Regions from separate parts of the Rattus norvegicus genome. Here region 2 is linked to region 1. Evidence: chromatin contacts called from public Hi-C data. All regions are on one chromosome and are shown on one strand. Each heading gives the region's core, a stretch centred on a gene start, on an enhancer-like site or on the middle of the called end of the contact. The rest is flanking DNA. Distances are from core to core; before and after follow the strand shown.

The links. A called contact is a pair of places that touch in the nucleus more often than the background predicts.
Region 2: a Hi-C map of psoas muscle shows a contact between it and region 1, with 2.7 times the contacts expected there. The contact joins the enhancer-like site here to the promoter of Ksr1 in region 1. A contact is called at or near these places in 2 of 12 Hi-C or Micro-C datasets (Schwann cells and psoas muscle).

What each region holds. Positions count from the first base shown.
Region 1 is chr10:64,593,327-64,599,954 of GRCr8, reverse strand. Ksr1 (kinase suppressor of ras 1) reads left to right here and starts at 3,873. Exons shown (of 19, transcript NM_001382488.2): 1 at 3,873-4,420. The coding sequence starts at 4,190.
Region 2 is chr10:64,753,923-64,760,365 of GRCr8, reverse strand. The region is part of intron 1 of Faul2 (FAU ubiquitin like and ribosomal protein S30 fusion like 2); the gene reads right to left. Among named protein-coding and RNA genes, the nearest start is that of Wsb1, 40 kb to the right of the region's middle. Within about 2 kb of position 3,320, at least 6 of the 93 cell types and tissues checked have an H3K27ac peak or open chromatin away from gene starts, as enhancers often do.

The DNA of each region.
Region 1 (6,628 bases), core at 2,624-5,123:
ATCCCAAGCTAGCCTTGAACATTTTGTAGCGGGGGATGACCTCGAACTTCTGATCCTCTACCCTCTGCCTCTTGAGTGCTGGGTTTCCAGGCATATGTCACCAGACCCGGTTCCTGTGGTCCTGGAGATTGAATCTAGAGTTTTGTACGTACTACCCAAGCACTGAGCTAGCTGAGCTCCAGCTTCAACCCAAGAAATAGTTTTAATACAGATTTAAGGATAGGCTTGAGGGAAGAGGAGGGTGCTTATGGAAAAAGACAGTGTACACCCTAAGGCACCAGTGTGCTCCTCGAGACAGAGTCACTTGTCTTCTTTTCAATCAAGGAAGCAGGGAAGATGACTCAGAAAGTAAAGGCAGTTACTACCAAGCCTGATGACCCAGTTCAGCCCCTGGACCAAAGTTGTCTCCTCTGACCTGTTCTCTCTCTCTCTCTCTCTCTCTCTCTCTCTCTCTCTCTGACACACACACACACACACAAAATTAATTATCTCTATGAAATATATATTATGGGGCTAGAGAAATGGCTCAGTGGTTAAGAGCACTGACTACTCTTCCAGAGGTCCTGAGTTCAATTCCCAGCAACCAGGCTGGTCACAGAACTCTGAAACTGACAGTGAACAGATTCTCCTACCTCTCTAGTACCTGGGCTGCTACACCTTGCTCTTGGTGGCGTGTTTTTCCTTCATATACCCTCCCCCATGTTTTTATATGGTGTGCGCGTGTGTGGAAATGTGTCATGGCCTACATCTGGCAGTCAGAGGACAACTTTTGGGAGTATGTTCTCTCCTTCCAACATGTGAGTCTTAGGGATTGTCCTCATATCTTCTGGCTTGGCAGTCCATGGGCCATCTTGCCTGCCCCCAGGACATTTCTAAGGGGTTCCCAGGTGACGTAGTTACCATTGCTCTTGTGCCATATCAGGAGTGATACAGGCTTACAGACAATTCCCAGCCTCCCTTCTATGCCCTGCTTTACCTAGCCCCGTCCCGTTTCCCTGGACCATCTCCTCCTGCTCTTTCTCGTCAGGCTGTGGTGATCTGAGCCTTCCTTCTCTTCCTGCAGTGCGTCACGTTCCTGCCTCTGGGCCTTTGCACGTGGCCCCTGCTTGGAGTGGCCCTTTCCTGGGGAACCACGTGCACAAGTAGCTTCATTTCCTTATTCAGATCTCTGCACAGCCCAGTGTTGTGTACACATTTGTCATCCTGTCACTTGGAAGGCAGAGGCAGGAGGATGAGGGGATCAAGGTCACATCCTAGGCTACATAGTGAGTGCTTCAAAAACAAAATAAAGGGGTTGGGGATTTAGCTCAGTGGTAGAGCGCTTGCCTAGGAAGCGCAAGGCCCTGGGTTCGGTCCCCAGCTCCGAAAAAAAGAACCAAAAAAAAAAAAAAAAAAACAAACAAAATAAAACTGACCAACCTCAGTTCTGTGACCTTCGGATACTTCTTTTTCTTCTTTTATAGCACCCAATATTCTCTGAATTTATTGTTGACACGTGTGTGTGTGTGTGTGTGTGTGTGCTCGGTTTAGATTTATTTTTATGTATGTTTATGTGTATCTGTGTGAATGTATGACACATGTTGTCAGCTGCCCAAGGATAGCAGCCAAGAGGTTGAAGTTTGTCTCCAGCCCTGCTGCTGTCACCATGGTGGCATGGATAAGCATGAGTACCACAGGCCGCAGGACAATAAGGTGTCTGTGCCACATTTCTCAGTTGGTAAAGTGCTCGCCATCCAAGCCTAAGGACTTAAGTTTGATGCTCTAACACCCAGGTAAAATGTGGACCAGCAAGACATGCCTGTGATTCCTGAGGCTTGTTAGCCAACTAGTCTAGCAGAACTGGCAACCTCCAGGTTCAGTGAGAGACCCTGCCTCAAAACAACAAGGTGGAGAGAGATTGAGAAATCCATTCAACTTCTGCACTGTGGCTTCTCAAAGCATGCTGTCTATGGTTGCCAGTATCACCTAAGGACTTGCTAGAAATGCAAATTCTCAAGGCCTAGGTTCAGATCTATGGATCAGGAAACTACAGGATGGGTCTATCATTCTAGGATGAAGGAGTCCTTCCCCTGATTGTGATGTTATTCAAGCTTGGAAAACCACCATTGCAGCTTTATTTCCGGGTAGTTGCTCCTCTAATGCAGGGTCTGGAGTGGGGTTGGCTATGGCCACAGTCAGCACCGGGGAATGTGTAAGTACTTCACAGGAGTCTTGTTCACAGAGTGAGGATTGTTGTATCATCATAACCGTTTAAGACAGGGTCCCGCTAGATAGGTTAGACTGGTCTCACATAAGGAATCCTCTGACCTCTGCCTGTAAAAGGCTTGGATTATAGATGTGGACCTCCATACCTAGCTGTTTTTGTTTAGCTCTGTTTGATTAATTTTATTTTATGGGTATGAGTGTTTTGCCTACATGTATGCATATATGTGTAACCATGTGAATACTTGGTTCCCACAGAAGTTAGAAGGCATCAGAACCCTTAGAACTGAAGTTACAAATGATTGTAAGCCATCACATGGGTGCTGGGAACAGAACTCCACACCCTCTGCAGGAGAAGAGCTCTTAAGTGCTGTGCTATCCCAACCCTGTTTTGAGGTAAGATCTCATTATATAGCCCAAGCCTGTCTTGAATTCATGATTTGACCAGATTGGTCTCAAACTTACAGAGATCTTCCTGCCTCTGCCTCTGGAGTGCTGAGATTGAAGGTGTGCACCATACTTGGCTTCAATTTCACTCCCCCCCCCCCCCCCCCCCCCCCCCCCGCCTTAAGACAGGGTTTCTCTGTCTAGCCCTGACTGTCCTGGAACTTGCTTTGAAGACCAGGCTGGCTTCGAACTCACAGAGATCCTCCTGCCTCTGCCTCCTGGGTGCCACTGCCACCTGGCTTGCTTTCACTTCATTTTTATTGCTAGAACACGTGAGACAGTCGACCAGGAGAGGAGAGTGAACAGGTGTGATAAAGCTTAGATGTTGGATTAGGGCGGACCGGGGAATACCGCTGCTAAGATCACGGGACTGCTTAGGCTCAGGGTCTCATCTGAACAGTCTGAGGTTAGAAGGGAGCTAACATGTATACATGATCACACATGCCAGTAGTTAATCTGGGTGCTGTACAAATATAATAACCTTTTTAGACGCCCTCTGGGCTAGATGGCTGTGAAGGGGAAACTTGGGCACTCAGAGGAAAAGCCATTTGTCCAAATTCACATACTGGGTAGTGGAGTGGTAGGACTCAAATTTGAAGCCAGGTTCTCTCTGCCCCGAAACTTTAGAAGTGTTCAACAAATTAATATCCTGCCCACGTGGCATCTGCAGGGTATGGGACACTAAACTTATTTTGTTGAGCAAATAGAACACAGAAGAAAGTCCTTTCTCCTTGCCGGCATATTAACTTTGGTGTGACAATTCAAGGTCAAGCTTTATGTGAACGCAAAGACAACTCAGAGTCAAGTGTGAAATTTAGATGAAGGTGGGTGTTTCTTTTTCTTTTCTTTCAACAGTGTTGGGGAATCAAACCTAGGGCTTTGTGTTTGTCAGGCGAGTGTTCTGCGGCTGAGCAATCCTTAGTGCATTCCCATACATGGCAACCCCTAAGCTCACACGAAAAATTTGGGACCCTATTGAGGCTCCCACAAGACAGGGGTTATCTGTGTCTGAGCCATCAGTCCCTGCCCCACCCCATTCGCCGGTCTAGGGAAGCTACTGATGTGTGTGCGCTTGCGTGTGTGAGAAGGGCGTAGTAGGGGGAGATGAGGGTAAAGGAACGAAAGGGGATTGGGAATCAAACTACCAAGACCACGACGCACACGAATTGGAGCAGGCGCAGAGCAGCCCCTTCTAGGCGTCAGGCGGGGCCAGAGTGCGGGCGGGGCCCCGAGGGCGCGGGCCAGAAGGCAGATGCAAGATGCGCACTACAAGTCCCAGGATACGCCGCGGCCCCGATCCGGCCCCCGCGGTCGCTTAAAGGCTCCGGCAACCACAGCCGTCGGGTCGCGGAGGCTTTCGCTTTGCCGCCGCGTCTGAGTGGTAGGAGGAGCGGACTGAGCAGCAGGCTCTCGGGACTGCAGGCTTCGGAGGCACCGAGGGGCGCTCCTAGTGCAGCCTTCCCGGCTCCGGACTTCTCTGCGGAGGCGCCCGTGTCCCCGGGCACCTCGCCTCGGCCCCCAGCGGCCCCGATGCCGAGGCATGGATAGAGCGGCGTTGCGCGCAGCAGCGATGGGCGAGAAAAAGGAGGGCGGCGGCGGGGGCGCCTCGGCGGCCGCGGACGGGGGTGCAGGGGCCGCCGCCAGCCGGGCGCTGCAGCAGTGCGGCCAGCTGCAGAAGCTCATTGATATCTCCATCGGCAGTCTGCGCGGGCTGCGCACCAAGTGCTCAGTGTCCAACGACCTCACGCAGCAGGAGATCCGGACCCTAGAGGTAAGGGGCCGCTGCGCCCCATGTCCGGACCCGGCTGTGGCTCGGGAGCCGCCCCACTGCTTTCCTTCCCGAGTTGCATCCTGCAGCCGGGTCTGCTGTTTGGAGTCTTCCTCCCTTGCCCGAGCTCGCTGATGCGGCAGAGTGAGGACCTATGACCGGCGCTCACTTTGGAAAAATTTGGGGGAGGGGGTGTTAGTGTGGGACTGGATCGAGTCTCGAAGACCAGCGTGCCGGGTAGGATGCACGCGGGCATCCCACTGCAAACCCCTTTCCGCCCTCACCCCCTTTTCAGTGTCCACAGTGGTTATTGTCCCACTGAATCACGCGCTGGACTTTTCTCTGTGTGCTTTAAGTCCGGTAGCGTGGGCTGGGGTGGTGGGGGGACGTCCCCTGAAGTGTGAGCGTCGGTCGGTAGCACTAACTTTCCCCTCACACCCCGCTTTCCTTGTCTGTCTCTTTCCTTTCCACCAGGTCTCTGCCGCTTTTCAAAAAGTGTTTGCTGAAACAGCATTTTTGCTGTTCGGGCGTTGGGGTGCTTTTCTTTGGCGATATCACAGCGGTTCACTGCTTAAAATGAAATTACCCGTTGACTTCCCTACTCCACCCCAAACATTGAGCTTTGGCCTAGGAAGGATTATAGTGTGGAAGGGAAGCTTTGGTAAGAACAGGCTACTTAAGGGGGTTGCTGACAGAGATGACCCTGGAGTGCAGTGAAGAAACAAAATGTGTGAGTTCTCTTCTCTCAAATTATAGTTGGGAAGTGCAGCATTAAAAGGATTTGGAAGAACCAGCCAGAAAGGTGGTTGGGACTTCAGAAGGGGACGCTTCCCCACTCCCTTACACATTGGAGGAAAACTAGTGCCTTTCCAACTTGCTTTTGCCTAGAGACTGGAAGGCCTTTGAAAGTGAAGGGTCAGTTAATAACTCTGTCCCGAAGGATGCCCCCCCTGCCCTCCTCATTCCCCCCATTGCCACAGTTGGTGTCTGTAGATCTGAGGATGTCTTATTAGATACATAATTCCCCCCCCCTCTCTCTTTTTTGCTAATTGCATCTGCCAGCTGTCATAGAGCCAGCCGGTGATTGCTGTAATTATTACAAGACCAGTCCTCCCTCCTCTCACACCACAAGCCTGAATCCTTGTTTAATCCAAAATGCTCAGGGTGACTCTCCCTTAGTTGTATTTTCATAGAAGCCATGAAGCCAGGACCATTGGGAGACTCCAAAGAGTGTTGGCTCTTATTATTGGTTTTTGTTACAGTTGCTATAGCAGGACTGACCAGGGCTTTGCTTTAAAAACAAACCAACAAAGCCCTGCACTGGGCTTTTCTGCATGTGGATTTCTTGAACACAGCTTAGCTTGTGTGTCCAGCAAAGTTCACGTTTTAAGCAGATACAATAGGAGGCCTGTGTGTCATAGTTCTGGGGTCGTTGTCCTGCAGTGTATATCTGTTACACTGCTGTGTTGTTGGGCTGCTGAATGTTCTGTGTTGGCCTTTGCCGCTCCTCCCCAGGTCCCTTTGAGGTGCTCCTGGATCCCAGGGTGTATGTAGAATGGCTTACTCTTTATTCTCTGCAAATTCTCTTTGTCCTCAAATGTTGCACGTTTTGACAAAGTTGTGGCATCAGATACCCCAGAGTCTCCAGCTGTTCAGGCCTCTGAGCTGGTTAGGCAGCAGCCTCCCTACTGCATGCATTGTGAGGTAACCCCTGGTGGCTTCTGCACTGTGAAGAAGACACATGCCCTGTTCTTTACGGTGTATTTGAAGGGTCCTTCTGGTCCCTGAAAAGACAGGGCTTTGGATACCATTTCGAATGGGAATTTTGACTTTGGAGCCGGTTCCTTAGGATTCTTACCAGCTAGTTTGGGTGAATCATTTCATCTCTGGGGCCTTAGCTTCCCCATCTGCTCCACAAGAGCTTGGAGTGGTTCCCTTCACTCTCTCTGAAAAGCTCACATTCTGTGGTTAAGTCATGGGGTTGGGGGCTGGGCGGGTTGGACTGGATGACGACTGTTGTGTTAAGTTAGTGTGTATACTATTCTGTGTAGATGGCCCTATTTAAGAACAGCACTGGGCAGGTTATGTAGGAGATGCCTTTATGATTGTGAGCATCTTGACCATGGATGTGCAAGAGAACAAAAAGCCCCCCAGCTTGTAATCAGTTCTGTTTCTGTCTAGATGACTTTGGGGCAAGCCGGGTAACTTCTC
Region 2 (6,443 bases), core at 2,071-4,570, 160 kb before region 1:
CCTTATGAAGTCAGTTCTCTTCTTCAACCTTTACCTGGGTTCTGAATCAAACTCATGTACTCAGTACTGCCAGTTTACTCCCTAGCCCCCCACTCCCTGGGAGGTCTCTTATCTTTGAGACATAGTTTCACTATGTAGCCTTGACTGTCACTGTGTAGACAAAGCTGGCCAAGTTTGTGTGTGTGTGTGTGTGTGTGTGTGTGTGTGTGTGTGTGTGTGTGTGTGTGTGTGTGTGTGTGTGTGTATGTATGAGGATTTTTATCTGCCTGTATGTCTGAGCATTGTGTGCATGCAGTGCTCACAGAGGCCAGAAGAGGGCGCCAGAGCCCCTGGGACTGGAATTACAATTACCTGTAAACTGCTATTGGGGATGCTTCTGGCTAAGATTTAAAATTCTTTTCTCCCTCTCCCCAACAAAATTTTATTAATTATTTGAGAATGTCATACAATGTACCCCATAACACTCTCTTCCCATTTCTCCGAGACCCACCCTCCCACACTTGTGCCTTTCACTTCAAAAACCCACTAAGTCCAATTTGTGTTGCCCTATTAGATCCATTGGAGCATGGTCTAACTCTTGTGGCCAGCCCCGAAATTAGAAAATTGAGTTCTTCCCTGCTCCCCCACCCCCACCCCACCCCACCCCGCGCTGGAAGCCATCAACTGTGAAAAGTTGATCTTTATCACAGTTTTTAAAGACTCTTCAATAGCTTCATATCTAGAAAGTTTCTTTTGGGGGGATGGGAGGTGGAGGGTGCCTTCAATGTCTCTCATTCTCATTTATGACTCTGCAGTCAGTGATACCACTGCAAAAGAAGCTTCCTTGTCCAAAGCAGCAGGCAGCACAGATCATGTACTTCCACTTCAACTTGGCTGCAGTACAGATCGCAGACATAAACATGGCCTCCGGTGGCAGCATGGACCACAGAAGTCTTTCAAGGAGACTCAGTCCAGGAAATGTACTATTCTCCATCTTGGATATCTTGTTGTTGCAGAGTCAAGGTGATCCTGCAGTTGGGCAGCACGACGTGTGTGTGTGTGTGTGTGTGTGTGTGTGTGTGTGTGTGTGTGTGTGTGATTGGAGCCGGACCTCTAGGCTGTTCACCACCCTGCTCTTGGCAGCGGCTGCCCCATCTGCATCCCAGATACAACCGTCATGCTCGCAGCCCTCTCCTCTCCCCAGGAGGTCGAGTAAGCGTGAGGGGCAGCACAGCAGCTCCCCAACTGTGGATCATGGGGTCTCTGGCCTATAGAGCAGCAACAAGGGAGGCAAGCGTGTGGTGGCCCGAACCTCCTGGCAGCCTGAGGACCTGCACCAACCACGACACCGCCTCATCTCTAGTTCGGTTTCTCTCCGCCTCACAGGCCACTCTATTCCTCCACCATCTGTTTTTCTTAAGTATTTTTTCTTTCTTTTCTTTTTTTTTTTTCGGAGCTGGAGACCGAACCCAGGGCCTTGTGCTTGCTAGGCAAGCGCTCTACCACTGAGCTAAATCCCCAACCCCTTTCTTAAGTATTTTTAATACCTTTAAAAAACATCTTCCTATGAGACCTGGCTTTTCAAAGTTGGTCCAGAAATATTGTGCACAAACATGCCTGGCCTAAAATTATTTTCTTAATTTTTCTCTCTCCCCCTCCTTTCTCTTCCCTTCCCTTCCCTTGACCCCGTGTGTGTGTGTGTGTGTGTGTGTGTGTGTGTGTGTGTGTGTGTGTGTGTGTGTATGCCACATCCATGCAGGTGCCCAAGAAGGCCAAAAGAGGTTGTCAAATCCCCTGAAACTGGAGGACTGGAGTTACAGGTAATTGGGTCCTCTTGAAGTACAGCAAGAACATTTAACCACTAAGAGATCTCTCCAGCAATCCCTGACTCCTTCTTCTTTCCTTCCTTTCTTCCCTTCTCCTCTCTCTCTCCTTTCTTTCTTTTTTAAAGATGTATTTATTTTATGTATATGAGTACACTACAGCTGTCTTCAGACACACCAGAAAAGAGCATCAGATCCCATTACAGATGGTTGTGAGCCACCATGTGGTTGCTGGGAATTGAACTCAGGACCTCTGGAAGAAAGTCTGTGCTCTATAATCACTGAGCCATCTCTCCAGTCCTCCTTCCTTTTGTGTGTGTGTGTGTGTGTGTGTGTGTGTGTGTGTGTGTGTGTGTGTGTGTATGATATGTATGTGTGTCTGGTGTGTGTGTGGGTGTGGTGTGTATGTGTTTATATGGTGTGTGTGTGTGGTGTGTGTGTGTGTATGGTGTGTATGTGTGTCTGGTGTGTGTGGGTGGGTGTGGTGTGTGTGTGTTTATATGGTGTATGTGTATGGTGTGTGTGTGTTTGTAGGATATGTGTGTGTGTGTATGGTGTGTGTGTGGTGCGTGTGTGTGTTTGTATGGTGTGCGTGCGAGTGTGTGTATTTGAACCCAGGCCATCTGCTGCTTAGCCCCATCCTCAGCCACTCACTCTCACCCTGGATCACCCCATTTAGTATGTCAGAGGCTTTTTGTTTTGCTTGTGGTGCCAGCAATCACACTCAGGGTACTGTTCACACTGGGAGTGCACTCTACCAGAGCTCCAGCCCCAGCTCGGCTTAAAAGGATGCTCTTCTACAGATAATCTAAAGTGTTCACTCACCCTGTGGAGAGTCTCTGTAAATCTGAGTTTGCTGACAACAATGCATTTCCAGGGACAGGTCCTGGGCTGTTACTACACGACTGACTGAGTGACTTTGGGAGAGTTTCATAAACACACTGATAAGGGGCTCAGTGGCCCAGCTCTGGCCTGGCATAAGCAAAGCCTATCTTCAATCTCTAGGACCACAAAACAACCTCTTCTGAACAAATCATGAACCACACTTTTTTCATCCCTAAAAAGAAGGATTTAGACTCCATGGGCCATAAACCTCAACTGTAAGATTCTCATTTGGGCCCGCGTGTAGCTCAGTTGTAGTGAGCTCACTGGCTTGCTGAGGTTTGAACCTCAGAAGCTCATAAAGTCAGGCAGGATGACACAAGCCTATAAACCCAGCACTTGGAAGACCAAGAAGAGGATCAGAAAGCCCATGTCATTCTTGGCTATGTAGTTCAAGGCTCATCAAGAGGTACATGAGGTGTATTTAAGAAAAATTTAAACGAATAAATAAAATTCTGAATTTGCTGGTTAACTTAAAAAAAAAACAAAACAACAACAAAAAACCAAACCACCCAGGCAGTGCAATAGCAAACATTGCCAGCAGAGGGCAGAAGTCCCTTAAAGCTCAGATCCACTTCCTGGTTTTCAGTGTTCTGTGGCTGGTTTTCCTGTTCCTTTGCTTAGCCATGTATTGTGTGCTTTTGCCTTATTTGTCAAACATAAAAACCTTTCCTCCCCGATGGGCGAAGGGAATTGCTTGGCAGCAGGTGATATACGGGGTGGTTTTATAATCAGGGTGAATGTCAATAGACTTACCACAGCAGAGTCTTGTCTAACAAACCTTTTTGTTGGTTTTTGATTTTGAAGGCAGGTTCTGCCTATGGAAGGAGCCCAGACTGGTCTGGAAAAAGGTGGTCCTCCTGATTCAGCCTCCCTAGCCCTGGGATTAAAACAACCACACCGCTGCCTACTCCCCTGCTGCCCCATCTGTTATTTTTTGGGACAGAGTCTCACTAAGTAGTTCTATCTTTGTATGAACCAGACCAGCCTTGAACTCCTGGAGTCTGCCTGCCTCTGCCTCCCCAGTAGTTACCGGTGACTGTAGGTGTGGGGAACTGAACTCAGGTCCTCTGTAAGACTACCAAATATGGCTGGAGAGATGGCTCGGCTGTTAAGAGCACTGACTACTCTTCCAGAGGTCCTGAGTTCAAATCCCAGCAACCACATGGTGGCTCACAACCATCTGTAATGGGATCTGATGCCCTCTTCTGGTGTGTCTGAAGATAAATAAAATAAATAGGTCTTAAAAAAAAAAAAGTACCAAATACTCTTAACTTCTGAGCCATCTCGCCAGCTCCTGGCTTACCATAAAAAAAATACACACACACACACACACACACACACACACACACACACACACACATATATATATATATATATACACACACACACATATATATATATACACACACACACACACATATATATATATATATCAGCAAACTTCTTCTCAAACTTGGATATAGCTGATATTTCTCTCTTCCATTTTCAAAAAAAAAAAAAAGCCTTTGAAGGCTATGGTGATGCCTGGAATCCCACCACTCTGGGGCTGAAACAGGAAGATCCCTACACATTTAGGGTTAGCCTGGGGTACATATTGAATATTATGCTAAACAGAGCTACATGGAAAGACCCTGCCTCTAGAAGGGAAACAAGTACTGCTACTAATAATGGCACAGGCACAGAATGGAAACCGCTCCACTAGGTAAAAGAACAAGACAAGGGCTGGAGAGATGCTCAGAGGACCTGGTTTTTTTTTTTTTAAAAGGTTTATTCATTTATTAAATATAAGTACACTGTAGCTGTCTTCAGATACACCAGAAGAGGGCATCAGATCTCTTTACAGATGGTTGTGAGCCACCATGTGGTTGCTGGGAATTGAACTCAGGACCTCTGGAAGAGTAGTCGGGTGCTCTTAACCGCTGAGCCATCTCTCCAACCCGAGGACCTGGGTTTAATTCTATGCACCCACATGGTGGTTCACAACCACTGTAACTCCAGTCCCAGGGGCTCTGACCCCATCTTCTGACCTTTGTGGGCACCAGAGCATGGATGTGGTGCACAAACATGCATGCAGGTCAAACATCCACACATAAAATAAGATAAACCTTATATGTAAAAAACCCAGCAAGATAAACCAAATGGTAGATGGTTCATGCCTGTAATTTTCAGCACTGGAGAAGATCAGGAGTTTGACCCTGTTTCAGAGACAGAGAAAGAGGGAGAGAGAGAGAGAGGGAGAGGGAGAGGGAGAGAGAGAGAGAGAGAGAGAGAGAGAGAGAGAGAGAGAGAGAGAGAGCCCCTGTGGTAGCATGTGTCTTTTATTCCAGAACTTGGGAGGCAAAAGCAGGAAGATCTCTGTGAGTCCAGGCTAATCAGGACTACATCCACATTAGTGAGATCCTGGCTAAAAGAAAGTTGGGCTGGAGAGATGGCTCAGCAGTTAAGAGCACCCAACTGCTCTTCCAGAGGTCATGAGTTCAATTCCCAGCAACCACATGGTGGCTCACAACCATCTGTAAAGAGATCTGATGCCCTCTTCTGGTGTATCTGAAGACAGCTACGGTGTACTTAGATATATAATAAATAAAATAAATCTTTAAAAAAAAAAAGAAAAAAAAAAAAAAAAAAGAAAGTGACAGAAAGAACAAGAGTCCCCTGTAAGGTCTGTCAGAGGATGACATGAGATGTATAAAAAGATGTTAGTACAGAGCCTGCCACAGGTTCAATGAATAATGAGGAACTGGGTACAGGGCATCCATGCACCAAAGTCCCCATTACTCAGGGCCCTGAGGCAGGGGGATTATTGGAGCTAAGGAGTTCCAGAAACACTGGGTAAAATAGTAGAATTGTCTCAAAAACCAAACCAAGACAAAAAAGGGCTGTGTGTGAGGGTTCCTGGGCTCTGCTACTTTTATAGTGAGTTCCTGTCCTTTGTGTGCGGGGAGACAGGATCTCACAGTATAGCACAGGCTGGCCTGGAACTCTCTATGCAGCTCACCTAGAGCTCAGCAATCTTCCTGCCTCAATCAATTCTGGCATTGTACTGAGTTGCCTGCTCCCAGAAGACTGTTCATCTCGGGGATTCATTTTTGACCTCTGAATGTGTTTTGTCTAGCCACTTTTACTGGCTAGGTTTATGTCAACAAGCTAGAGTCAAGCAAGAGTCTCTCTTGACACCGAGAAGAGGGAGCCTTATTTTAGAATTTTCTCTCAGTTCAGGCTGGCCGTGTGGTGGTGGCACACACAATCCTAGCACTCAAGAGGCAGAGGCAAGTGGATCTCTTAGTTCGAGGCCAGCCAAAGCTACACAGAGATCCTGTCTTGGAAAACAAAAACCAATGAACCAAACAGATCAGGGTGTAGACAAGCCTGTAGGACATTTTCTTTTTTTTTTCTTTTTTCTTTTTTTTTTTTTTTTTTTTTCGGAGCTGGGGACCGAACCCAGGGCTCTACCACTGAGCTAAATCCCCAACCCCTGTAGGACATTTTCTTAATTAGAGATAGACAGGTGGTGCCATGCCTAGGCTGGTGGTCCTGGGGTCTATAGGAAAGCAGGCTGAGCGAGCCGTGAGGAACAAGCCTGTAAGACGTATTCTTCCTGGTCTCTGCATCAGCTCCTGTCTCCAGGTCCCTGTCCAGGTTCCTCTCATGAGGAAGCATAAACTGAACACATACTTTCCTCCCCAGGTTTCTTTGGTCATGGCGTTTTATTGCAGCAATAAAAATCCTAATTGAGACTCTGCTTACTGTCATTAC